Linked DNA regions of Pan troglodytes: region 1 is linked to region 2. Evidence: chromatin contacts called from public Hi-C data. All regions are on one chromosome and are shown on one strand. Each heading gives the region's core, a stretch centred on a gene start, on an enhancer-like site or on the middle of the called end of the contact. The rest is flanking DNA. Distances are from core to core; before and after follow the strand shown.

The links. A called contact is a pair of places that touch in the nucleus more often than the background predicts.
Region 1: a contact with region 2 is called in a Hi-C map of induced pluripotent stem cells, with 1.6 times the contacts expected there. The contact joins the promoter of LRSAM1 here to the enhancer-like site in region 2. A contact is called at or near these places in 2 of 7 Hi-C or Micro-C datasets (induced pluripotent stem cells and stem cell-derived neural progenitor cells).

What each region holds. Positions count from the first base shown.
Region 1 is chr11:11,000,475-11,005,759 of NHGRI_mPanTro3-v2.0_pri, forward strand. It overlaps LRSAM1 (leucine rich repeat and sterile alpha motif containing 1), which reads right to left and starts at 2,723. Exons shown (of 26, transcript XM_001149463.6): 1 at 2,561-2,723; 2 at 2,146-2,301. RPL12 (ribosomal protein L12) reads left to right here and starts at 2,801. Exons shown (of 7, transcript NM_001251929.1): 1 at 2,801-2,952; 2 at 3,429-3,502; 3 at 4,528-4,626; 4 at 4,876-4,957. The coding sequence starts at 2,916.
Region 2 is chr11:10,962,164-10,967,028 of NHGRI_mPanTro3-v2.0_pri, forward strand. It overlaps LRSAM1 (leucine rich repeat and sterile alpha motif containing 1), which reads right to left. Exons shown (of 26, transcript XM_001149463.6): 19 at 3,255-3,329; 20 at 1,477-1,557. Among named protein-coding and RNA genes, the nearest start is that of LRSAM1, 39 kb to the right of the region's middle. Within about 2 kb of position 2,823, at least 3 of the 24 cell types and tissues checked have an H3K27ac peak or open chromatin away from gene starts, as enhancers often do. A contact at or near this core is called in induced pluripotent stem cells, where this site is marked.

The DNA of each region.
Region 1 (5,285 bases), core at 1,473-3,972, 38 kb after region 2:
AGCGTCTTTCTAGTGAGTTTCACGGAGGCAGGGGCTGCGTCTTTCTAGTGAGTTCCACGGAGGCCGGGGCTGCGTCTTTCTAGTGAGTTCCACGGGGGCAGGGGCTGCGTCTTTCTAGTGAGTTCCACGGGGGCAGGGGCTTCGTCTTTCTAGTGAGTTCCACGGGGGCAGGGGCTGCGTCTTTCTATTGAGTTCCATGGAGGCAAGGGCTGTGTCTTTCTAGTGAGTTCCATGGGGTAAGGGTCAGTGTCTTTCTAGCGAGTTCCATGGAGCCAGGGACTGCGTCTTCCTAGTTTCATGGAGTTCCATGGGGGCAGGGGCCATATCTTTCTAGTGAGTTCCATGGGGTCAGGGGCCACATCTTTCTAGTGAGTTCCATGAGGTCAGGGGCTGCATCTTTCTAGTTCTTCCATCTGTGTCCTGAGCCCACAGCAGGCACTCAGTACTCCTTGTTCTTTGTTGACTAAACATTGAGCTGCAGGATGAGGTGGAGACAGACAAGCCAGATGACCTGGGTTGGGGCCCATATTTGCCACCGACCCATAGTGAGGCCTTGGCATTATCCTTTTCCTGTTCTAGGGAAACTTAGAGACGTTTCGTCAGGCACTTTCCAAGGCTGTTCTTTGAGGACTCTAACAGACTCTGCCAATGAATCACTTCTAGCCCCCCAAACGCTGTCAGAGCAGGATCAGCAGGAGCAATCCAGAGCCAGCCAGGACCTCAGGGAGCTCAACTACATCATGACCAAAGAGACCTCTGCGGTGAATACAAATTAAAAAGCAATTCTCAGCTTACCACCCTCAGTTATTATTCCATTTTGTTTTCACCATAACCCTTTTTAAAGTGAAGAAACACGCCGGGTGTTGTGGCTCATGCCTGTAATCCCAGCACCTTGGGAGGCTAAGACAGGTGGGTCACTTGAGCCCAGGAGTTCGAGACCAGCCTGGGTAACATGGTGAAACCCCATCTCTACTAAAAATACACAAAGTAGCTGGGCGTGGTGATATGCGCCTGTAGTCCCAGCCACTTGGAAGGCTGAGGAACGAGAATCGCTTGAACCCAGGTGGCGGAGGTTGCAGTGAGCCAAGATCATGCCACTGCACTCCAGCCTGGGTGACAGAGGGAGTCTCTGTCTCAGAAAATAATAATAAATAAATAAATAAAGTGAAGAAGTAGATGCTTATTAAGTTCAGTGGCCTGGCTGTACAGCCTGGATTGCAGCCTGGAACCGTGGTCTCTCAAGTCCTGACCTGCGGGATTTGCCCGACTGCTTGGTGCTCACATAACTTGGCACACACGAAGTACACTGTCCTGAACTCAGAGCCAGGTGCTCACTGCCTGCCCAGGGCCTGCACAGTGTCTGTAAATACCAGAGCTGGATAAGGGATGGCCATGAGCCAGGAGGCAATCACCCAGGGAAGTGCATGGTGAGCAGCACAGGCTTTGGGATGAAAAGAGAACTGGGTTTGAATCCGAAATCTGCCACCCACAACTGCAGAGGTCACCTTGGTTCACCTCTCAGAGCCTCAGTTTCCTCATCTGTAAAGTGTGAGTAACCATGCTACCAACACTGGCTTCTGTGAGGATCCAGCGACTTCATGTATGTCAAGCCCATAGTACAGTACCTGGCACATGAGCGCTCAATAAATGTTAGCCACAAAGCAACCCACATGCAAGCAACATTGATTCAGGGCCCGCTAGAGGAGCTAGGGAGAAGATAGTCATGGGAGGAGATGCAGTTGAAGAAGACCCAGTCCTCAGAGGGATGGGCAAAGATGGCAGCTCTGCACCCACGGGGGCGGGGCTGTCTGGGGAGGCAGCCAGGCCTGCAGAGCCAGTTCAGGCCCTCTTGTCACCCCACCTGCCTGCAAGGATGGGGAATGGTTTGAAAACAGCCCTCCCCCATCCGTCCCTGATGACCAGCACTTACCCTTCTGCTCCCCAATCACTAACCCTCTTGCACCCCCTTCCTGATGTGCAGCCCTCCCCACTTCCTCCCAACCACCATCGCTCTCCCACCCCTCCCCGAAGATCAGTTCTTTCCAGGCTGCCCCACATGCCTGTCCCTCCCTCTCCGACGTCCAGCCTAGATGCGGGGGGAGGGCCACACCCATATTTCCTGGGATGGGGTCTGCAGTGGCTGACCTGGCTTTGCAGATGGAGGGGTCCCCCACGTTGGGACCCGCGGGTGCACCCGGGGGCAGGCCGATCACTCGGAGGGCTTGGTCACGGACTCGGGGCCGCAGACCACTCGGCACGGGCCCGGCGGAGCCGGAGTCTGGTCTCCTTCAAAGGCAGGTGCTGGGAACAGAAACTCAGAATCTCATAAAGTCACGCAGACCGGGATGACGAAGTCTGAGGCTCTAGGAATCGCGGACTCTCCGAATGAAGAGCGGGACTGGATTTCCACATAGACTGTTTTGATAACTAAAGTGCACACAACAAGTGCTCGAGGGAGCAGGGGTCGCCGCGGTACTGGGGTCTCGGAATGGGACTACGGACCCCTCAGGGGAGGGGCGGGGCTCTGGGATTGGGTGACGGGGACCGGGGTGACACTCACGATAAAGGAATATGGGAAACAGCTAGGCCTGGGATCACCGGAGCAACCCCTCTTCTCAGACTTCTCCGGAGCGAACTACCCGAACCCCCTTTCGGAATCTCTAGCTTCAGCGCACCGCAGTGCCCTGCTTGCCAGCCGTCAGCCTCAGGCGCCTGCCCACAACAAACATGGCGACAAGGGCGTCTCTGGAAGGCCGGGCAGTGACGACAGTTCTCGCGATGGCCGCGTTTTCCTGCCTATATCTGGCTTGTCCGCGCGATTTCCGGCCTCTCGGCTTTCGGCTCGGAGGAGGCCAAGGTGCAACTTTCTTCGGTCGTCCCGAATCCGGGTTCATCCGACACCAGCCGCCTCCACCATGCCGCCGAAGTTCGACCCCAACGAGATCAAAGTCGGTGCGTGCTCTAGTTGTGGCCGGGGCTGCGGGATGGAGCATCCCTCGGCCCCGCCGCGCGTGCAAAGCTTTTCCCGTATGGGGCTCTTAAAGCCGCTGCCTCCCAGAGACCTTCCCGGTGTTGCGCCGCCCCGGCCAAGCCTCAGCCTTTCTGGGCCTTAGCTTCTTCACGTGTAGGTGGGGAGGGAGGACTGGACCACCTGTGGCGGCTTGGGAGCCCGCACGCCCTAGGGTAAGGCTTGTCTCCGGGCGTTTCGCCCCACTGGCCTGGGTTCGCGGGCGACGGGGCTCTCTCCACGCCTCCCCGGTGTGAGTTTCGGAGCTGCCCACACCCGAGGGAGGAGCGGGTGGCCCGCCTCGCGCTCTGTGCTGTTTCGAGAACAGGCAGAGGGTGGCGTGTCCAACCCCGGAAAGACGCTGAGAGGGCTGTGGCTCGGGGCTCCCTCTGCAGAGACACTAACTCTTCTTTTCCCCCAGTATACCTGAGGTGCACCGGAGGTGAAGTCGGTGCCACTTCTGCCCTGGCCCCCAAGATCGGCCCCCTGGGTCTGGTACGTTATCCCCTCCAAGGGGCATTTTTTTCACATTTGTTTCACTTTAAGCGCCGGCTCGTGGAGTCACGCCTGTGCCAGAGGTGCCCTCGTGGCTTGGACTGTCACCCTCAGTAGGCCTGAGCCACTGAACTAGTACTAGGTACCTTAGGAAGGTCGTGTGTGAAAAATCGAACCCGCTGTCTTTAAATTGTAATTAGCTCCATGTGTCTCCACTGCTGCTTTGGTGTACCTGAGGGGTGGGCCCAAGGGGGAGTTTTGAAGTTAGGACTGGCTTAGAGACATTGGGCAGCCAACATCTGTATTTCCTCGTCAGGAAGTGGGCATGGCGTTGTTGGTAAGATTAAACGGGGTGTGGGTGAAGATCCAGCGAGCGTTTCCAGCTGTGTTGTAGATGTAAACCTAGCAGTTAATGTGGCAGGCTGTGTCTCATGCCTGCTGAGCAACTGCTGGCTTCCCCGTCATTCTGGCCTCTTGGATTTCTCTGAATTTCATTAGGCCTTTATTTAATCCTTGCACAATGCTCCCCTGCCCCAAATGCTCTTCCCCATTGGTCTTTTTTAACGTGTATCTTAACTATTCTTCCTTGGCCGTTAGCTGGCACTTAAGGGACACTTAGCCTCCTGTTGAGGCTAAGGATTACTAGAGGAGGAGAACTTCAGAGTAGCAAATAATCAGACCTCCATCCAGGAAGATGGACGTGGGTGGTCTGACATGGGAGCCTAGTATTTTGAAAGCTCCTTAGGTGATTCTAATGTCAGCAGGGCTGAAAATCCCCCTCCTTAAGCACATGGGCACTTAGGAGGGGGTCTAGGTTACATTGTGGCCAAGTCTGCAGTTTACAGTTCTGGACAAGATAACCCCAACCCCCAATTTATGCTATGGTGATAGCTGTGCTCTGATTGAGAAGGTGCCCTTAGGTACTTGAGATAGCTTCCTTTGTTGCCAAGTGAGAAGTGGTGGGCAGGTTTCAAGGCTGTGGTTCACCTCTGGACACCATGTTGATTACATGCCTTTATTTCTAGTCTCCAAAAAAGGTTGGTGATGACATTGCCAAGGCAACGGGTGACTGGAAGGGCCTGAGGATTACAGTGAAACTGACCATTCAGAACAGACAGGCCCAGGTATTTGCTTGTGCTTGGTTTCGGGAGAGGAGGGTGGGGGGACAGAGGTAGCAACCCTCTGGGATTCCTGAAGAGTATTTATGCCACCAGTGGTGAGCAGAGAGTGATTTTACCTTGTTGGGGAGGCTTTGTCAAGAGTACGGACCTAGGGCAAAGACTTGGACAGTGTGTGGCCATGATTTTTGAGAGCCAGCGTGCATGGCAGTATTCACTGGAGGTGGAGTATTCACTCAAGAATCTCTTCTGCAGATTGAGGTGGTGCCTTCTGCCTCTGCCCTGATCATCAAAGCCCTCAAGGAACCACCAAGAGACAGAAAGAAACAAAAAAACAGTGAGTTGTCTTTTCCCTAGTTTGGTTTTGGTAATGGTTTGTGAGATGTTTGATATATGTGGCTGTGTTTTCCCTTAAAGGAAACCTGGGGTTGACATGGGTATTGGGTGTTGATATGGTTAGGGCTGCTAGAGCCAGGTAGTATCAAAAAGTGCCATGTATGCTGGGTGGCTCACACCTGTAATCCCAGCACTCTGGGAGGCTGAGGCGGGTGGATCAATTGAGATCAGGAGTTCGAGACCAGCCTGGCCAACATGGTGAAACCCCATCTCCACCAAAAAATACAAAATTAGCCTGGTGGTGCTCGCCTGTAGTCCTGGCTACTCAG
Region 2 (4,865 bases), core at 1,573-4,072:
GTGAGCTGGCGGCAGCGCAGGAGTCCCGCGGTGGCAGGATGGAGAAGGGCCTGGCCTCCCGCTCACTCAGTTCTCTGCCCAGTGCCTCCAGGCTGCGTTGGGGGACAAAGCTAAGAGGCCCTTCTGCCCCCTTACCCTAAGCCCGCATCTCTCTTCCTTGTGGGGTTAAGTCAGGCATGGGATCCTGGTGACTGATGACAATGGGATGGTAAGAAACATCAAACAAAAGAAATGACAAGCCACAGGTGCCTGCCTTTGGTCTCCCAGACAACAGAGCACATGGGCAGAAGCAAATGGCGGGGAGCAGTGTGGGGCCCCACACAAATGGAGGTGCGTGCAAACCAGAGCCTGGGGTCCCTGCTTCACTCCTGCGCCTGCTCTTGGAAAACCCATGGGGGTCCCAACAGCCAGAGCCCTGCCACACTTGTGGGCAGGGACTAGGGCACCCGCCAGGCATGATGACCGCAGCTTCTCTGAGAGCAGTCCCAGTCCCCTCATCTCTGGAGATCATTTCAAGGCTCACAAAGGGCTTTCCCTTGCTAGCTCAGCCTTCTCCGATGGCCTGATGGCACAGGCTGTGCCTGGAGGACCGCTGCCATCTTATGGAGTAGGGGAAGAAGGCCTGGAGGGGCAGAGGCCTGTCTAAGGGCACACAGCACACCTGCGGTGCACCTGAGACCAGGGATCCAGATCCCAGACCCTTCACTGCACTGAGGAGTGCATGGGATGGCTTGAGACTTCTCCACTGAGAACAGACACAGGGACAGTGACAGACCAAAGGCTCTGCTCAAACTCCTGGCACAGGCACATGTCCTCACACACCATCCCATCCAGCCCTCCGTCTGCAGCTGGAGAGGCTGAGGTTCAGAGAGGGGAAAGGGCTGCCTCTCCTCCCCCACCTGACAAAGTTGCACAGCAGGGCTGTGCTGGGCCACACCCGGCTCCCAGGCATCCAGTCCAGGACGCCAGCTGCCAGTCCCTGCTGCCCTCTCATCTGTGTGCGCAGGACTCCCGGGCTGGAGCCCCAGAGATGCTGCCTGCAGGGAGTTACACAGATGCGGCTGGGCCCTCTCCTCCAGACAACCCGGGACACCCAAAAGCTCCAGCCCTGGAGGATGTGTGCCTGGGGGCCTAAAGCACGGCCTACAGAGAGAGACAGGAGCTCAGCGGCGGGCCCGCACCCAGCACAGGAGACACAGTGATGGAGATGAGCGGGGGAGCCTTGGCAATGAAACCCTCCTTCCTCTGACCCTCCTGCCTCGCAAGAGGCTGACCACCTCTAACCTTGGCCTGCACTGGGCCTTCTGGGGCTGGGGGTGTCCTCTGGTGTCACAGCCACAGAGGAGCTCTGCCCTCTGTCTGCTGGGGGAGCCCTTGACTCCCAGGGGCTGGTGAGCAGCTGCCAGAGGCTGGGAGGGAGCACCAGGTGGGGGTCTCCCCACGTGAAGGAGGGCAGGGGCAGGGAGCCCTACATACCTGGAGTGACTCTGTGTCCAGGGACTTCCTCTTTAACTCCAGCTGTGTCAGCTGCAATAACTCAGTTTCTATTAACTTAATCTAAACAGAAGACGAGACAGGGTTTTTTTTTACTCACATTAACCACAGTTCAGTTTTGTGCTGCTACTCTCTGGTGACCAAGTGGGTCTAAGAAGCCTTTCTGGGGAGGCTGGGGAGGCTCTGGAATGAGGGGAACCTGCGGGCCTGGGAACCTCGTCAAGGGGCTTGAACAAGAATTCGTTCCTTCATGGCCTCGCGTTCCTGGGGTCATGGACGTGCTTGTTGTGGCCAAAATTGTTTACCAAGAGGCCAGCACAGGATCTGTCCTAGAGTGGGATCGGGATAAAGGCTTGTGCAATGGAGAGGGGGCTTTCCTTGGGGATTCAGGCCAGAGTAAAGCACAGACAGAGCTATCACCCAGCCTCCTGCTGGTCAAGTTCTCTTGTCCCTCGCATCGCTGTTGCAGGGGAGAGCAGAGGGTAGTGGAAGTGACTGAGTAACAGTGGTAGTAGTAGCTGGTATGTCTTGAGCACCTACTATGTGCTAGGCCTGTGCTGCACACTTGATGTATCATATTTCATCAATTCTCTGGCTGCTAGGAGGTATTATTGCCTCCATTTTATAGACAAGAAAACTGAGGCTCAGAGAGGTTGTCACTTGCCCAAGGACACAGAGCAGGTAAGGGAGAGATCCCTTTCTCTGGGATGCCTCAGCTCAGGGTTTAAGGGCAACAGCTGACCTGGTCAAAACCATCTGCAGTGAGAATGTTGGGGGCCCTCGCATACTCTCCAGGGTGTGTCTAGGGGATTTTAGCCCTGGGCAGGGGTGGGGGTCAGACCCCATAGCCAGTACTTCTCTATCCTGTGCCCATGACCCTGTGACCCTCATCCCTAAGTCCCTATGACACCACCAACCCCTGGTCAGAGGAATGAGCTTCATGTCCGGCAATGTGGAATTGAAATTAAAGAGGGAAATTAAAAAGGTAAATTGGTCCAAAAAAAGAAAGAAAGAAAGAAAGAAAAATAGAGAAAGAAAGAAAAAAACCATGCAAAAATGCAAAATTCAGTGTGCTGAACATGATGCAGGAGTACTCCCATAGCCTGACGCTCACTTCAGCCCCAGCCCCAGCCCCACGCCACAGGCGGTGACCACCAAGCCATGTAGGTGGGCTTGCCCAAGGATAGCTTGAAGGTCAGCAGCCGGCCTGCGGGGGGTGGGGGGTATCTTGTCACATGAGGGAGGGTCTATGAGGAGGACCGCCTCCTCCTGGGCTGAGGTCACTTTTCAGCAGGCGTCAGGACCACGGTGGCTCACAGCTCCCCCTGCCCTCTTCTGGGGGAAATACTATATGCCCCCGAGACGCCTCTGTCTGTCTGAGCTGTAGGAGCGCTGGGGCCTGCGCCGGCTGCTTTTCCCAGTGGGGAAGTCCTGCCTGGAGCAGGGACAGCAGAGGCAGCTGGAGCAGTCAAAGCCACACATCAGCACCGGCCTCCCTGGCCCAGGCGTGGTGGAGACCCGCCTCGCTGGCAAGACCCTCGCCAGACCCCGGAATAGGAGGTCTCTAGACACCCTCCCAGCAGCCCCGACACAAGGCTGGGAGCAAAGGGAGGTTCTGAGGGCAAGGCCTCGACCTCTTGCTGGGCTAGCAAGCCAAGGAGCCGGGGTTCAAACCTCAACTGCTGCGACCTGCCGCCCTGGAGGGCCACTCTGCAAGTCTCTGAGAGAGCAGGTCCAGGGACCCCAGCCCCAGCGCTCACCTGGCCCCTGATCTGCCGATGCATCAGGTCTTTCTTCACCTGGAGTGCCTCGAACGCAGCCTTCTGCATCGCGCTCTGCAACACAGACCACCAGCCCTCAGCAGGAGCCGTGCCCACACTTTTCCCTGCAGCCCCATCCCTGTGAAAAGCAAAAGCTGTGTACAAAGCACCTTAATGGATGGGTTTTTTTTCTGAGAGAGGGAGAAGATTTCACCTCACTTGTGTAAACCTTAAGATGATACTAGGGGCTCACTTCGGGCAGCCTCTACTTGATGCACTTCCGGCATCACACCCTGAGTTTCCACCACAGTGGACCGTGGGGGTGCTTTTACTGCCCCACTTCGCAGATGGGGAGTGACACTCAGAGGCATGAATCAGCGGCGCTGGGACACACACCAAGCCTATCCAGCTCCCGAGCCCCACTTAACCACAAGGCAGATGCCTCCTCTGAGAAATGGAGAATTTTCCTCAGACAAGCTCCACAGATACTAAATCAAACCATTTTAGAACAGAGATTGAAATTAGGGAGAAAGGAGCAGGGTGGGATGACAAACACGCAGAGGACAGGGGAGAAAGGCGAGAGAAGAAGGGAGGCAGCGGCAAGACTCCCACGGGGCTGCAGGAAAGAGCTGAACAGGCCGGTGGCTCATGTCTGTAATCCCAGCACTCTGGGAGGCCGAGGCAGGAGGATTGCTTGAGCCCAGGAGTTTGAGACCAGCCTGGACAACATAGGGAAACTGTGTCTCTACAAAAAATAAAAAAAATTAGCTGGGCATGGTGGCCCTATAGTCTCCGCTACTCAGGAGGCAAAGGTGGGAGGATCGTTTGAGCTCAGGAGTTTGAGGCTGCAGTGAACTGTGATCATCACATCACTTCACTCATCCTGGGCAACAGAGCAAGACCTTGTCTTAAAAAAAAAGAAAAGAAAAAAAGGAAAATAAAAAGCTAAACAGGCCGGGCACGGTGTCTGATGCCTGTAAATCCAGCGCTTTGGGAGGCCGAGGTGGGTGGATCAGCTGAGGTCAGGAGTTCGAGACCAGCCTGGCCAACGTGGCAAAACCCCATCTCTACTAAAAATACAAAAATTAGTTGGGCGTGTTGGTGGGTGCCTGTAATCCTAGCTACTTGGGAGGCTGAGGCAGGAGAATCAGTTGAACCTGGGAGACAGAGGTTGCAGTGAGCCGAGATTGCACCACTGCACTCCAAACTGGGCAACAAGAGGGAAACTCCATCTCAAAAAAAGAAAACAAAAACGCTAAACAGAGTAATATGGACACCGAAGGGGAGGAGGTCACAGGGGCCCTTCGTTTCATCCACTCAAGAGCCCTGCCAGGCACCTCCTGAGCACCGCAGAGATGGAAGAGCAGATAGCAGCACAGCAGGTCTGGACATGAGAAGAGGCCAGAGGTCCCACAGCGTCCTCTGTGCCCTGACCTCCATGGTGTGGTCACCATCACCTCCTGCCACTTAAGTCCTTCCAATGGAGCCTCCTACACAGGATGGGGGTAGGAGCCTGCCAGAGAGCAGGTGGAGGTGCTTCTGTGGATTTTAGTGACCAGAAGACCATCCCCCGGGCCCCCCCTCAGCCTCTCTCCACCCCTCACCCTGATC